2 separate regions of the Capsicum annuum genome follow, and region 1 is linked to region 2. Evidence: chromatin contacts called from public Hi-C data. All regions are on one chromosome and are shown on one strand. Each heading gives the region's core, a stretch centred on a gene start, on an enhancer-like site or on the middle of the called end of the contact. The rest is flanking DNA. Distances are from core to core; before and after follow the strand shown.

Evidence for each region. Hi-C and Micro-C count contacts between places; a contact is called where the count stands out from the background.
Region 1: a Hi-C map of leaf shows a contact between it and region 2, with 1.7 times the contacts expected there. The contact joins two enhancer-like sites. A contact is called at or near these places in 2 of 5 Hi-C or Micro-C datasets (leaf and placenta).

The regions. Positions count from the first base shown.
Region 1 is chr10:18,613,015-18,620,548 of UCD10Xv1.1, reverse strand. It overlaps LOC107845399 (protein FRIGIDA-ESSENTIAL 1), which reads left to right. Exons shown (of 7, transcript XR_007046147.1): 6 at 2,438-2,614; 7 at 4,017-4,268. Among protein-coding and RNA genes, the nearest start is that of LOC107845399, 31 kb to the left of the region's middle. Within about 2 kb of position 3,973, at least 4 of the 5 cell types and tissues checked have an H3K27ac peak or open chromatin away from gene starts, as enhancers often do. A contact at or near this core is called in leaf, where this site is marked.
Region 2 is chr10:18,366,680-18,374,471 of UCD10Xv1.1, reverse strand. It overlaps LOC107845698 (a long non-coding RNA gene), which reads left to right. Exons shown (of 4, transcript XR_007046145.1): 3 at 4,973-5,074; 4 at 5,152-5,559. Among protein-coding and RNA genes, the nearest start is that of LOC107845698, 7.5 kb to the left of the region's middle. Within about 2 kb of position 2,876, at least 1 of the 5 cell types and tissues checked has an H3K27ac peak or open chromatin away from gene starts, as enhancers often do. A contact at or near this core is called in leaf, where this site is marked.

The sequences.
Region 1 (7,534 bases), core at 2,724-5,223, 240 kb before region 2:
TATGATCAATCCTTTTATGCCATAGACTTATATCTGCATCTTTCATAGTTTTATGCTTATCAGAAATTCCTGTAGCTGTACAAGACACATTCAGTAACTCATTCTTAGTCAGTTTATTGAGTAGCAGGTATAATTCGCCATCTTCTTTACCAATCTCCCTCACCTTCCCAGTGTAGAGTTCCTGGAAAACACAAAAGTGAGGGAAAAATGTGACTAAGCACCCTAACTCTTTAGTCACTTTGCTTACAGACAGGAGATTATATTTAAATTTAGGAACATGAAACACATTAGTAATAAGACTTCAAGGTGAAATGAGAGAAGATCCAATATGAGATACAGTAGTTAGATCTCCAGTAGGTAAATAAACTTGTTTAGGATACTCGGGCTTGGCAATAGAATCTTGTGTAAGCATGCCAATCTGTGATGCCATATGGTTTGTTGCACCTGTATCAATTATCCAAATATCACTATTTGCAGACACAAATAAAGCTTTACCTGTTATAGTAGCTGCATTAGCATGATCTGCATTGGTGGTGTTGGTTGCAACATAGTTTTGATTCAGCAGTTGTAGAATTTGTTCATATTGTCCCTTAGTAAATGTACAATTCTGCAGTTGGCTAGCACATTCCTCAACATCTTTACCCTAAGCCTATAGTGGTACATTGGTATTAAGACCATAGTTGAGCCTTCCTTGTGCATGATCAGTACCTCCACCATAACCCTTCTTTTTTGACTTGAAACCAGATGGATACCATACCAATTTATAGCACTGGTCTTTTGAATGCCCCTTACAGTTACCGAATTCACAGATGACATTAAAATTCTTCTTGAACTTATTTGTATTGCCAACTTGATAACCAGAACCACCATAACCTGAGTTGTTTCCTACATTCCGATTTCTACCATTGTTACCACCAGTAGTTCTTGAGTACATAACCATAGGGTCTATTCCATTTGACATCATTGTGTTCATGCCAAGATTACCACTGCTAGAGGCCACTGATTTCTGACATTCATCACTAACTATCATAGCATAGGCTTGATTGACACTAGGAACTGGATCCATAAGTAATATTTGACTTCTTGCCTGATTGTAGTTTTCATTTAATCCCATCAGAAATTGGTATAACTTTTGTCTATTCAAGTGAGCCACAAACCCCCTTGATCCATCACAATTACAGCCAGGAGAGGGAACCAATGCCTCAAACTCATCCCACAATGATTTAAGTCTAGTGTAATACACAGGCACAGTAGAAGTACCCTGCTGCAGAGTCACAATTTCCTTATGTAGACTAAAGGTCCTTGATCCATCTACTCTATCAAATCTTTCTCTCAAGTCCTCCCAAACATTATAGGCAGACGAAGCAAAAGCAACCCCTCCAAGAAGACTTTTAGAGACACAGTTTAACAGCCAAGAGAGTACAATTGCATTAACTCTCTCCCATTGACCCCATAGCTCTTCATTAACACTTTCTTTTGTACAAGCACCATCAACTAAACCAATTTTATTCCTACCAAGTAAAGCTAAACGTATAGATCGACTCAATAAGGCATAATTTTCAGTCCCAAGTAACTGAAATGAGATCAAATTCACACCACTAATATCAGTAGGACTTAAGAACAAGGGATGATTATAATCAATACCTTGACTCGAATTCATCTGAGGATTGGAATTGTTAGAATTCCCTCCATTGGTTGATGTTGATCCATTTGCATAACCACGGGAGTTTAATTCATGCAGAAGATCTGCATTGGCATGTTCATTTCCAGTCCCCATTTGGGCAAATTCTTGAATGAACTGGACAGTAATTTCAACAAACAGTTCTCAATCTTCAGAACAAACAGTTCTTAATCTTCAGAACAGAATTGTTCTTTGATCTTGAAACCAAGAACTCTTTTGTGGAAGCTTTCTTTGTATTCTTTCTAAGAAGAACGATGATCGAGTTCAACACATGAAAGCTTGATCTACTCAGACTCCGATCGTTGCTTTGATACCATGTAGGTTTTTTTACCGTAAAAGAATGAAACAGTAACTGCAATGCAGCAGTACTCAATTTACAGAGAAATGGAAGAAACAGAGGGAAGAAGATGAAGTCATTATCTACTATATTGATCTTTTATTGAATGATTACGAATGAGGTATATGTGTGTATATATAGGCTGAAATAATTAGTAACTAACTACCTAATTAGTTAGAGAGAGAGTTAATCACCTGATTAAGGCTCAAGTAATAACTAAACTAAGTAGTTTCTTAGTTGTGGACTTAAATGACTAAACAGTCCCTATCTCTCTTATGTATTAACAGTAATTATGCACATAAGGTCTTACAAACGCTGTTAAGGTCAAAGATCTAATGAATGATAGCAAATGCTAAAGCACAGTTATTGTTTTGTTGCTCATTCTATGCTTCTCTAAGTTTTAATATGTGGAATTGCAGAAGAATGGAATCTCCATCTAGATGCTTGGATTGGATAGATTTCCCTAGAAGCATGTATTTCAGGAAGCAGTAGATCCTAATGCCGCAATATGCTCGCAGGAGCAATTGAGACTTATGGGGCAGCATATTTTGAAGGGATTGCTGGAGATGGACAGAGTAACTTAGCTACATAAGAAGGTAATGTGTGAGGATCCTATCTTATGAAAAGAGTCAATTTCATAGAATTCAGGGGTTATGTGCATATACTTCGGAACAGTAAGGCCACACTCCTGCTTTGGATGGATAGCGAATTCATAGAGATATATTCAGCAGATGCTTATCAGTAGTAATGACTGTTGATTCCTAAACCTTTATTTCTGCATATTGCATATATGAGTGCTTTTATCTTACTTTTTGGTCCATATTGGGTCATTCTGAAAACAGTTGACGCAGCCTTAACAAGCCGGACGGGCATAATGATCTGGAAACAAGCTAAAACCTTACCATATAGAAAACAGTCTCTGCCAGAGGCAGAGCTAGGATTTTGTTTGTCGGTTCTGGTCCACAATTTTTTTGGCTTATTGGGTTCTAGAAAGATTATTCGTACATGTTGAACAAAATTTTAAATACAAAATATAAAGAAGTAGGTGGCCAGTTGGAAGGAGAAAACCTGAGGTGCTGGATGAGAATGTAAGATTCGAATTTTGGCTTTTTAATGTATCTAAATGATCTATAGATCTCAATGGACTTAGTCTGAGCACTCTGCACGGCTAAAGTGTCATAGTACACGGAAAGGTACCAAGTGGTTCGATGAAGTTGGGATGAGCACCATGAGGTCTCCGGTTCAATTCTCAGCAGAGACAAACACTAGGTGTTTCCTTCCCATCTGTTCTAGCCTTGGTGGACAGAGTTATCTGGTACCTGTTGCTGGTGGGAGGTGGCAGGTATCTCGTGGATTTAGTGAGGCGCCCGCAAACCGGCCTAGACACCACGGTTATAAAAAAAAATGATCTATAGATCTCAATGGACTTAGTCTGAGTACTCCGCACGGTTAAAGCGTCACAGTACACGGAAAGGTACCATGTAATAGAGGCTATCATTGTCTGCCAGCTATGGTGCTTGGACTCGGAAAATTTTTTGTGACACTCATATTGGATCCTTAGAAAATGTACTACTTTTTGAGAATCCAATATAGACATTTTTGAAGAGTGTGAGCAAACATCGTTTGGCAGTGTATGGCCAGTTTATTGCTTATTGAACTGCAATCTAATTTGTGCAACTTTATTTCCTATTATATGTGTTTTAAAGTTTGCCAATATCTACCCAAAAATGTATAGCATTTGTTAGTATAGTAGGAACAAGAAGCAACTAATTTCCTATGCAAAGTAGAATGAGAAAGGAGCTAATCTATATTAAAGATCAATGAAGTCCGCATCCATATAGTCCACATCCAACGTTAATCTTGTACGAGTCTATTTTCTACACGTGGAACTGAAAGGTGTTTTTTCAGAAGCAACTAAAGCTTTCCTGCATATGTGATGGTCCTAGGTATGTAGGTTCGTTACTTCTCATTCCTAACATTGGAAATATTTTTTTGTAGTTTCTCGTTTGGAGTCCAGTACCTGTTTTGGGGCTCGTGGCCGGTATTAAATGTTAAATCGGAAAGTTCCACTTTGGGGATAAAACCTCCTTGTCAAAGCTGATTTCTTTTCTATTTGAAATCTTTAATCAAGGATGGTGAGTACTTGTTAGCTTGATAGATATGAGAAAGGTTTTAATTTCTTCACAGTACTACTTCAATTGACTTTGATTTTACTAATGATTAAATCGTGAAGTTTGGATTCAAGACGAACTTGATAACGAGAGTCCGTGTTTAAAAATTCTTTGATAGTGCCAAGATTATGCATGTTTACATCACGATTGATCTTTGCTATTAAAGAAATCTTCGAACAATTTGGATTAAAAATGTTGTGTTGGATTTTTTCTTAAAAGTTTCCACCAAAACTAAATGAAACAAGAAAATAATTTTCTTGTCAATGCTACTTTCTCTTTTGGCTTGTGTTACTCACTTTCAATAAAATATTTTTCTCGGACTTTCTTTGGGATTCTTTTATTATCATTTATTAATACATAAATATATTTTGTAACTTGGCTTTGATTTGTATCTACCTCCAACTTTGGATGCGCACTAGTAGATATTTAAATTTGTAAAAAGTTGAACAAGTGGACACATGCGTCCTATGTGGTGTTCTACACGGCCAATTTGTGTCCTACTTGTATTCTGCCACATAGAACACATGTATCTCATTGTTCAATTTTATATAAATTTAAATGCTTATTTATACATATTCAAAGTGGGTCATAAATATTAGCTGAGACCACTTTAAAGAACATGCTTATGTACAGTTTATTGGAAGAGTAGGCAGTCAATTTCATTCTCCTGATTACGTAAAGGACATAAAAGATCAGTAGATATGCCTCATCTAGCAATCCAATCATTTGTACCAAACCTCATCATAATAGACAGCTTAAGCATAAATATTCACCTTGGACAGCTAGAGAGGAGAAAAAAGATAAGGACAAAAAAGAGAAGATTGGGATATCATTACTTTTGTGTAAATAATAAGAGGTGACGTGTTAATAACTCGATCAATTCTGAGTATATATTCTATTACCTTCATTGATAATAGCCAAAAATCTCGGGCATATGTTATTCTTATGACTTCGTGAATAACACTAGCTTTGAACAACAACCTCATTCATTCTAACAAGTACTTATTGCCCAATTTTCTTTAGATCTAGTCTAAGATCCGTATATAAGATTGTTTTAGCTTATCTCCTTCTAAAGTGGTCCTTCCCATGCTAGGAGTCTTTTTAAACTCTTGAACTAGAGAGGTCTCTTTTCAAGCGGATGAGTAGAAATTGAGTTATAAAAGAAATCTCACACGGAGATCAGTGTACCAATAGATTTATACCAACCCATTGATGGTAATTATGAATAAAAGAATTCTAGATTCAATATATTTTTATCAGATAATGTCGACATACTTTTCAAGAGGATGAGTAGAAATCGAGTTATAAAAGAAATCTCACACGAAGATCAGTGTACCCATAGATTTATACCAACCCATTGATGGTAATTATGAATAAAAGAATTTTAGATTCAATACTTTTATCATTGTGAGATTAAATCAATCACATATTAAGTATCAACAATATTCCTAACATATCTGCAATTTGAAATGTTTCTAGCAAGATCTATAGAACTATGATTTTGATTTGTAGTTGATAATTAGATCTATCAGGATTTCTCTTCGATACTTATACAAGTCACATCCTGATGTATTTTTGGATATTTATGTTTAATATTTTATCTGTGGACTGTAAATTAGTATTGGTAAAATGAATTTAAAAAAATCTAAGTATCTGCTTAGTTAAAAACGGGTTTCGGATTAAATATGGATCATATCCATATTATCCAACTTAGAAAATGTAAACCAAATACCAGTAGGTCAAAAATTGGCTTTAGCTCTGAGTCATTTTCACTCTTTCAATAAAAGCAGAACAAAGCAGTTTTTACATTTGTAATAGAAAACACACATTGCGCTTTTCTTTCCTCCCAAATGACATTATTTTCTCCGATTGATAGGACCCTCCGCTAACATCCACTTGGACAAAACAGCTTTTAAGGTCTCATCATTTTGGTGGATCATTGAGCCTGATAATTTTTTTGCTGATAAAAAATTATTATTGCAGTTATAAAATATGTATATTTTAATACGAACTTCAACATTAAGTTCAAGAACTATTTCAAGAACTAAAATGAAGTTCCAACAACTTCAAACACAAGTTCAAATGAATAATCAAATGAACTATCAAAATGAAGTGTTTATCGACTTTAAGAAGTAAAGATGAAGCAGAAAATGTAATAAAGTCCATCGATTTCACGATATATCCTTAAGGAATTTATTCTCCTCAAGTACTCGAGGTTATGAAATCTTTTCTTGTAGGATAAAATGATCTCTTTAAGAAAATAGCGGTACCTCAAATATTTTGAAACTTCGAACTCTTGATGATCACACAAGAGTTTTTAGAAGAGGAAGAAGATTGTTTTTCCAACTTAAAATCTTTTCTTTACCTGAGGTAAAATTCATGTATTTATAGTCATCAAGGTGTTACTTCCTGAAGAGAAGCAATGGTTCAAAAAAGGTGCACCTCTTTATAAAGGTGCAATTCTTCGGAAAAAGTGTAACTCTTCGAAAAAGTCACAACCCATTAGAAAGGTTATAATCATCCAAAGTGAAAAGGTTCCTATTCAAATTGCATCATTTCTCTTGGTGTCTTTTTTAAAAAAACAGCTAGTCATTTTTTCATTCACACCTCTTACAAATGGGGAATGACTATATTATTAAAAAAAGAATATAACGACAAGTGTGTGATCAACAAGGAAAGACTGATTGCATCGGGATAAATATTTTTTCCTTTGAACTTTTCGTAGTGAACATGCATCGGATGCACTCGATTAACGGTAGATGTGATATCTTTGAACCGTCAAACTGTAATGTACACCTAGACTACACAAGTTACAGAACCAACCATTAACCATTTATGATTCTCACGGTTTTGTTCGTTTCAGCCATGAACACGTCCTGATTTCATGAGAGCGTAGAGAATAGGCTTTTACTTACATTCTCCTTGAAGTGATTTCCACTTTGTCCTCACATAGGTGATTTCTAAACGTTAATTATATAGATCAAACTATTTGGTCAAACCTGTCAAACTTAGAAACCATTAAAAAGCTTCAAACCATAAGTCTTATCCTTATTCTATGAACATTGTCTTCATCATGAAATGGGTTGAGTATCTTGACAATGTTGAACCGCCAGTCACAATTTTGTTTGATCTTCTTGAACCTAACTCTTGGGATCTCCAGTCTATTAGATAGAGTTACCATCATGCTGACTTGTCCTAGGCCTTAAACCCATTCTCTTTGATGGTCTCTCAACTCACTCTCTAGATATGCCTTTTGTAAGTGGATTCGACACATTATCTTTTGACTTCACATAGTCAACAATGATAATTCCACTAAAGTGTAGTTCTCTAACGTTATTATATCTT
Region 2 (7,792 bases), core at 1,627-4,126:
ATATCTAGTGCTGGATAAGGTCTTTTGCAGAAAATTGTTAATAGAATCTCGATTTATCTTCAAAGAAATGGCAGATTACATTCTCTTGCAACATATTGGAGACATTGTGAAGTTTGTTCTTGATGTTTTTAAGGAAATTATTTTTTTCTTCATTTGAAGTTATTGACAGATGGATCCGATTTGTCACCAGAATTAGTGTTAAGGAACTAACTCTTAACATGTCCGATAATACTATTTATAAAATCCCTTCATATGTATTCAATTGTCCAACTTTGACACATTTGCAACTCTTCAACTGTATTTTTCTTTCTTGGCTTCCAAAATCTTGTAAGCCTCAATCTGTAAGAAATAACCTTTGTGTCAACCTCAGGTGGTTGTGTTATCAATGCCCCCTGGATTGATAATTTAAACTTGAAGTATTGTCGTGGCACTGAATGCCTGAATATTATTGCATCAAATCTAAAGCTCTTGTGTTACTCGATTGCTCGAACCACAAGGATTCGAGGATCGAGTTGATTGCTCAGGAGTTAACTCGAGGATACAATCATAAGGAATGGGTTTATTTCATATCCTGCTGTAGTTGAGTGATTACATCAACTATTAATAGAAAATAGAAGTTGATCAGTTATTAGTATTCTAACTAACTGAACAGTTGTAGCTAATAGACTCCACTAACTGCTCTTAACTAATTTCTGGAACTCAACTACTGTATCAACACTGCATTTAACTAACTTTTGAATTCTAATTTCCATTTCTATTTACGATAACAGTACTCCCCCCTAATACAAGATCTTTGTCCTACGACAAAAGATGGAAAATGAGTCTTTAACACAGTAAAAAATTCCCAGGTGGCTGCATCAGTAAGAAGACCAATCCATTTCACCAACACCTGAGCAACAGCTTTGTTGCCTTTCTTGATCATCCGTCTTTGCAAAACAGACTCAGGCTGAGGACAGTTTGGATTAGCCAAATCCCAGTAGGTGGGTAAGATATAGTGGTAGGTACTTCATAACACTTTTTCAACAAGGAAATATGAACCATAGGGTGGATTTTGACAGAAGTAGGTAACAACAGAGTGTAGGCCACAGGACCAACCCTTTTTATGATCTGAAATGGTCCATAATCCTTGGACGCCAGCTTATGATTAGAGTGTTGCGAGATAGTAGCTTGATTGTAGGGTTGTACCTTTGAAGTAGACCCAGTCTCCAACATCAAAATGTCTATCACTCCTATGTGAATCAGCCTGTTGTTTCATCCTCACTTGAACCCTGAGCAAGTGGTGCTTCAATAGTTGCAGCTTAAGCTCCCTATTAAGTAGTGTCGTGTCAACATCAGTAGAAGCTGATTCACCTAGTAGATAAGGAAGATGAAGAGGAGGAGGAGGACTATATAATGCCTTATAAGGAGTAGTCTGAATAGCCAAGTGAAAACAAGTATTATACCAATACTCGGCCATCGGTAAGCAGGCAGACAAATTAGAGGAATCATCACTACAGTAGCATCTTAAATAGGTCTCAAGACATTTGTTCAGCACCTCAGTTTGACCATCCGATTAAGGATGGTAGGCTGTGGAAGTATGCAGCAACACACCTTGAAGGCCTAAGAGTTCCTGCCAAAAGGAGCTGAGGAAAACATCCCTATCACTTGTAATAGCATCTGGTAGACCGTGTAACTTCACAATATTATCGAGGAACACCTAAGCGACATAGTGAGCTGTATAAGGATGTTTCAGGGGAAGAAAATGGCCATACTTGCTCAATCTGTCAACCACTACCAAAATGACCTCATATCCATGAGATTTGGGTAAACCATCAATGAAATCCATCCTAATTTGAGACCATACTATCTCAGGGATGGGTAAAGGTTGCAGTAAACTAAGGTAAGCAGTAAGATTTGATTTATTTTTCTGACATACGTCACACCTTTGAATGAATTCCTTCACTTCTATTCTCATGTTCTTCCAATAGAATAGAGTTAGTAACCTCTTGAGAGTAGCTTCCAATCCCGAATGACCTCCATGAGGACCAGCATGCCATAGAGTTATGATATCAGTTCTCAGACTCAGAACTTTACCAATCACTAATTTACCTTTCTTTCTTAATTGACCCTGTAACCAAGTGAATTATTTATGAGAAGAAGGGTCAACCTATAAGTCTCCAATTAGCTTCTTGAGCTCAGGATCAGTATGCCAACTGTCTATAATAGCATCAAACAGATCTGTATTGGTAGGAGAAATAATAAGAGCAAGTAACTCGGCACCAGTGACCCTTGAGAGGGCATCAACCACTTTATTTTCAACACCCTTTTTATACTCAATAGTGTAGTCAAATGGCATCAATTTAGTTAGCCATAACAATTGTGAATTTGTATGCAATTTTTGTTCCATTAAGAACTTCAATGCCTTTTGATCAATTCTGAGTACAATCTTCTGACCTAAAAGATACTGTGACCACTTAGTAACAGCCTGAACAATAGCAAGGAGTTCCCTATTATATACGAATAATACAGCATGTTTTGGAGACAAATCCTTGATAATAAAAGCTATAGGGTGATTTTCTTGCATCAATACAACACCAATACCATATCCGCTCGCATCAGTTTCCACAATAATTGGCTTGCTAGCATCAGGTAAAGCCAGGACAGAAGATTGAGTTAATGTATCTTTCAACTATACAAATGCATCATGAGCATCAGAATTCCATTTGAACCTCTCCTTCTTTGTCAAATTAGTAAGAGGCTTGCAGATAACTCCAAAACCTTGGATGAATCTCCTGTAATAACCAGTCAATCCTAAAAAAACCTCTTAACTGCTTCAATGTAGTAGGTTTAGGCCAATTCCTGACAGCCTGTATCTTCTGAGGGTCAATAGAAACACCTTCAGTAGTGATAAAATGACCAAGATACTCAATCCTATGAACACCAAAGAAGCACTTGCTTTTCTTAGCAAATAACTGATGCTCAACCATTTTCAAAAATATAGACTTCAGATGTACCACATGTTCTTCCATAGTTCTACTATAAATCAAAATATCATCAAATAAAACCAACAGATATTTCCTCAAAATCTTTTAAAATACAGAGTTCATCAACCCTTGAAAGGTTGCAGGGGTATTTGATAATCCAAAAGGCATGACTAAGTACTCAAAATATCCCGAATGAGTTCTAAAAACAATCTTAGGAACATCTTCTTTAGCCATCCTCAATTGATGATATCCTGACCTTAAATCAATTTTAGAGAAGACCTTGGATCCACCTAGCTCATCTAAAAAGTCCTTAACAATAGGGATTGGATACTTGTTTTTTACAGTAAACTTGTTCAAGCCCCCAATATAGCAACTGATAGCATTCTCTTTTGATAGGTTCACTCTTGTCAAAATTCTTTCAAAAACTGCTTGATATTCCCTTACATTTTCTGTCTGCTTAACCTTTTTAATCTCTTCCATGGGATCATCAAAATCAATCCCAAATCTCTCCACTAAAGCACCAACATACTCCTTCCAACTGATAGTTTATGAGTACTGTCTATACCTCATAAAAGAAATATGTCATTGGATTGCTTCACCCTCCAATTGTAATGATGCAATGTTAACCTTCTCATCAGCTGCAATATTCTCCATAGAGAAGAACTGCTCAATTTTGAACAACCAAGATCGAAGGTCATCCCTAGAAAATTTCAAGAAATCCATCCTTGGCCATCGCATGAAATGCGATTGTTGAAAATCCGAAGCAACATGAAAAGGAGAATTATTACCAAAATTAGGGCTCCTATCCTTTTTTCTGCGATTCCTCATTCCACTTTCATGGTCCTGTGTCTCTTTATGCACCAACGGAATGGTGTTCCCCCTATTTTCCCCCATCAATTGTTGTTTCAATTCCGTAACAGCATGATCCAAATTCTTCAATGATGAAACCTTGCCAACTAAATGTCCTACCTCTGTTACCAAGCTCTGCAGCATCTCACATAAATCCCCAATTTTTGCAGTAGCAGTTTCTGAAGTTGAGTCACCAGTTACTCTTGCTCCTTTCACCATTGTTGTCGAGGTTGAGTGGCTTTGATACCAATGTTACTCAATTGCAGGAACCATAAGGATTCGAGGATCGAGTTGATTGTCCAGGAGTTAACTCGAGGATACAATCATAGAAGAAGAAAAAGAAGAAGAAACAAAGAGAAAGATAGAGATAATTAAGAAAGAAGGAATGGGTTTATTTCATATCCTACTGTAGTTGAGTGATTACATCAACTATTAATAGAAAATAGAAGTTGATTAGTTATTCTAACTAACTGAATAGTTGTAGCTAACAGACTCCACTAACTGCTTTTAACTAATTTCTGGAACTCAACTACTGTACCAACACTGTATTTAACTAACTTTTAAATTCTAATTTGCATTTCTATTTACGATAACATCTTGATTGTTCAGAAATCGATATCTTAATCTACTTTGTCGAGTTGGATTTAGCTAGGGTTTTTAGACATGTGATCCTTTGGGTTTAAGTAAAGGAAGTTCATAGAGGGTATTTTTGGAATTTTCAGCATGAGTACAATCCTAGAGAAGCTGGGAGAATGTTGTTCTAGTTTGGAGGGGTTTGATATTGAGGATGGTGTTTGGAAATTGTGTTGTAGAGAGAGAAGATGCTACCTCTGATGCTTTCTTTCTTCTTTCTTTCCTTGCTCTACTACTTTCTGCTGCTCTCCGTAATTTCATTTTTAGTGGAGTAATTTTTTTTTTATTTTGTTGAGATGCTTGTGGAGGTCGATTTCGTTTGGGTAGTCTGCAGACAAGCAAAGATATTGGTTGTAGCTGGATTTAGGACTTTTTAATTGTTTTCTCTTATAAACCTTTAAACCACATCTGATTTTCTCTAGTACCCCTGCTCCTGCCCTTGCATCTCAAGGCATTAAGAATTGTTCTTTCCACGCCATCTTTTAGGACTTTATGGGACTTTACTGATGTGGAGCTCTAATCTTTAGGCCTTGCTCTAACTTCTATTGCCAGTCGAGTGCCAAGTCATCATGGTCATTATCATCATCATCCTAGAGCTCGTACTTCCCCATCTCTTGTAGTGGACTCAGGTATTATTTCTGTTACAGTTGATAATATCCTGTCAATCCTATGCTCATTTCCCTTTCTTTCATTGTTTCAACTTTAGGACAAAATGTGAACCAAAGGCAAAACATGAAAGGAGAATAGGATGAAGGACAATGTTGTTGTGTTGGTGAAACAAACTATCAAGTGTAACAGATGTTCCACCTTCATGTGTACTTAATGCATAATGTATATATAAAGCATGTGTTGTGCATTTAAATCGGGTTATAGTTTTCGGTTTATATGTCATAATGTTGACTTGTTTCATAGATGTCTAGAACTGTCTCATGGACCCCCTCATCCTTATTATTGACATTGTGGTTCCATGTTTTCTCTAACCTTTGGTACCAAAGTGCAGAACCTCAAGGGGTTGTTTGGTTCTCCGATAAGTTACATAGTGTTTAAGGTTGGGAGACTGTAATATGATGATTACTATGATTACTAGACTTAATTAATCTTGACGTTCATTATGTCACTTGTTTTTTCACCTTGGAACTTTAAAAATTATGATGTTTGTCTTACTTGGTCAGTATGTTGGATATATAATCAGTAATATATTACATCTTAATTATATATTTACGTTACAGCTAAGAGGCTCCCAGTAAAGACACTGATACTTTAGCGCATCCAAGAGAATGTATCACTTGCCATAAGATATTTTGGGTCAATATGTATATAAATGCAATGTTATCTGCAATATTACATATATTTCAATATTTTCCTGTATCAATCATATTAGCATGTAAATTTTTGCAATTAGCTTTATTTTTGCAATTAGCTTTATTTCTTTCCATGATACAATGCTTTGTTTTTGTTAAATTTCTTCACTACTATCATTTTGCAAAGAATTCAAAAATCAACAACCACTTGAAATATTAAATATTGGGCCCATGCTCAGCACGGGCCTTGCCCATCTAATAGCTTGAGAAAATTGAAGGAAAGGTGTCTTTTAAGTCTTGAATGAAGGATTGGTGACATTGACCAACAGATAGGGTCAAACATTATTAGATAGGGTCAAACATTATTAGAAAATTAGATCAAGTTAATTGTGGACTTGATTAATATTTTTAAAACTTTCTAATCTTTTCAAAAATACAAATCAACCCAACCCACACCCTATTTCATCCAAATCAACCTCTCTCCTCTCTCTCGAAGACTTCTCTCAACTCTCTTCCAACTAACAGTTCTGCAAAATTTCTCCCTTCAACCCCTGACGACTTCTACCTCCGACGATAAATAGTTGGGCTTTGAGTTCCCCTCTTCAATTCAATCAACCCGTCTCTCATCCCTTTCTCGACAACTTCTTTCAACTCTCTCCCAACTAACTGTTATGCAAATTTCTCAGTTCAATCCTCGGCGACTTCAACATCCGACTATAAATAGTTGGGCTTCGAGTTCCTTTTCGACTTCAATCGACATGACAGCCTTGCTCTCCGGCCACAACAGCTTCGAATTCTTCATCGGTCCTTTTCTTCTTTCACAAGTAAAAATTTATGGCCTTTTTAGTTTTGAAGAAAACGAGGAACTTGAGCCAACTTCTCTTATAGTATTGGTTAACAATTTTAATATTTGTTGCACTAATTTGAAATACGGTCTGAATAAAATTCTAATTTTTGGTATTTCTTCTCTTCTCTTTTCGAAGTGAATTATGATATTTTGTTGTTTGTTGCATTTTTTTGAAGTTTGATTTTTATTGTTTGTGTTTATAAAAATAAAAGGACAATTTGGTTTGATTTGTTCTGTTCTTGTTCTTGGTAAAAATGGCAAAATTGTTGTTTTTTGTTTAACAAAATCATGCTACTGTTTCCTCTGACAGATTACCCATCTGATGCAACATATTAACCATCTAATGCAATAGATTTATCATATGATGCAACAGATCAACCATTTGATGCACCAGAGGAACCATCAGATATAATTCTAATGCAACAGATTAAATATTTGATGTAACGGTTTTACCATATGTTGCAACAGATTAAGCATCGGATAAAAAATATGATGCAACTAATTAACCATCTGGTGCAATAGAAGAACCATCAGATTAATGATCTGATGCAGCAGATGAACCTCCTGTTGGATAAAATCCTACCAACTCTTCCTACAGGAAAAGTCTAAGACTTGATTTTTTCAACTGATCATTTATCTGTTGCGATAGACGACCCTATGTTGGAAGAAATCTAATTAATATTGACCATTGATAACTGTTCTAATAGATCACTCATGTGTTGCAACAGATATGTGACTTGTTGCACAGACCATTCATCTTTCTCAACAGATGAGTGATATGTTTTGTATTGTCGCAACATATTACTCAACTGTTGCTATGGATTATTTAACTGTTCCAACAGATCACTCATATGTTGCAACAGGTGATGTCACAACAGTTGTGTGATCTGTTGAACAGACCATTCATCTGTCTTAAAAGATGAGTGATATGTTTTGTATTGTTGTAATAGATTACTCATCCGTTGCAACAGTTTGGTTATATGCTGCAACAGATATACTACCTAGTGCAACAGATCATCGGTGATCTGTTGCAACTGTTATTTTACTGTTTTGCTTGTTTGATTTACTGTTATCCTTTTTTATCGATGCATTAATCAACAATAATATATTATTTTATTCTCCTATTAATTGTAGATAATATGGTTCCCAAAAGAACAGAAACTGAATCAAGTCCAAATAAAGGAACAAGTGAAGTAACT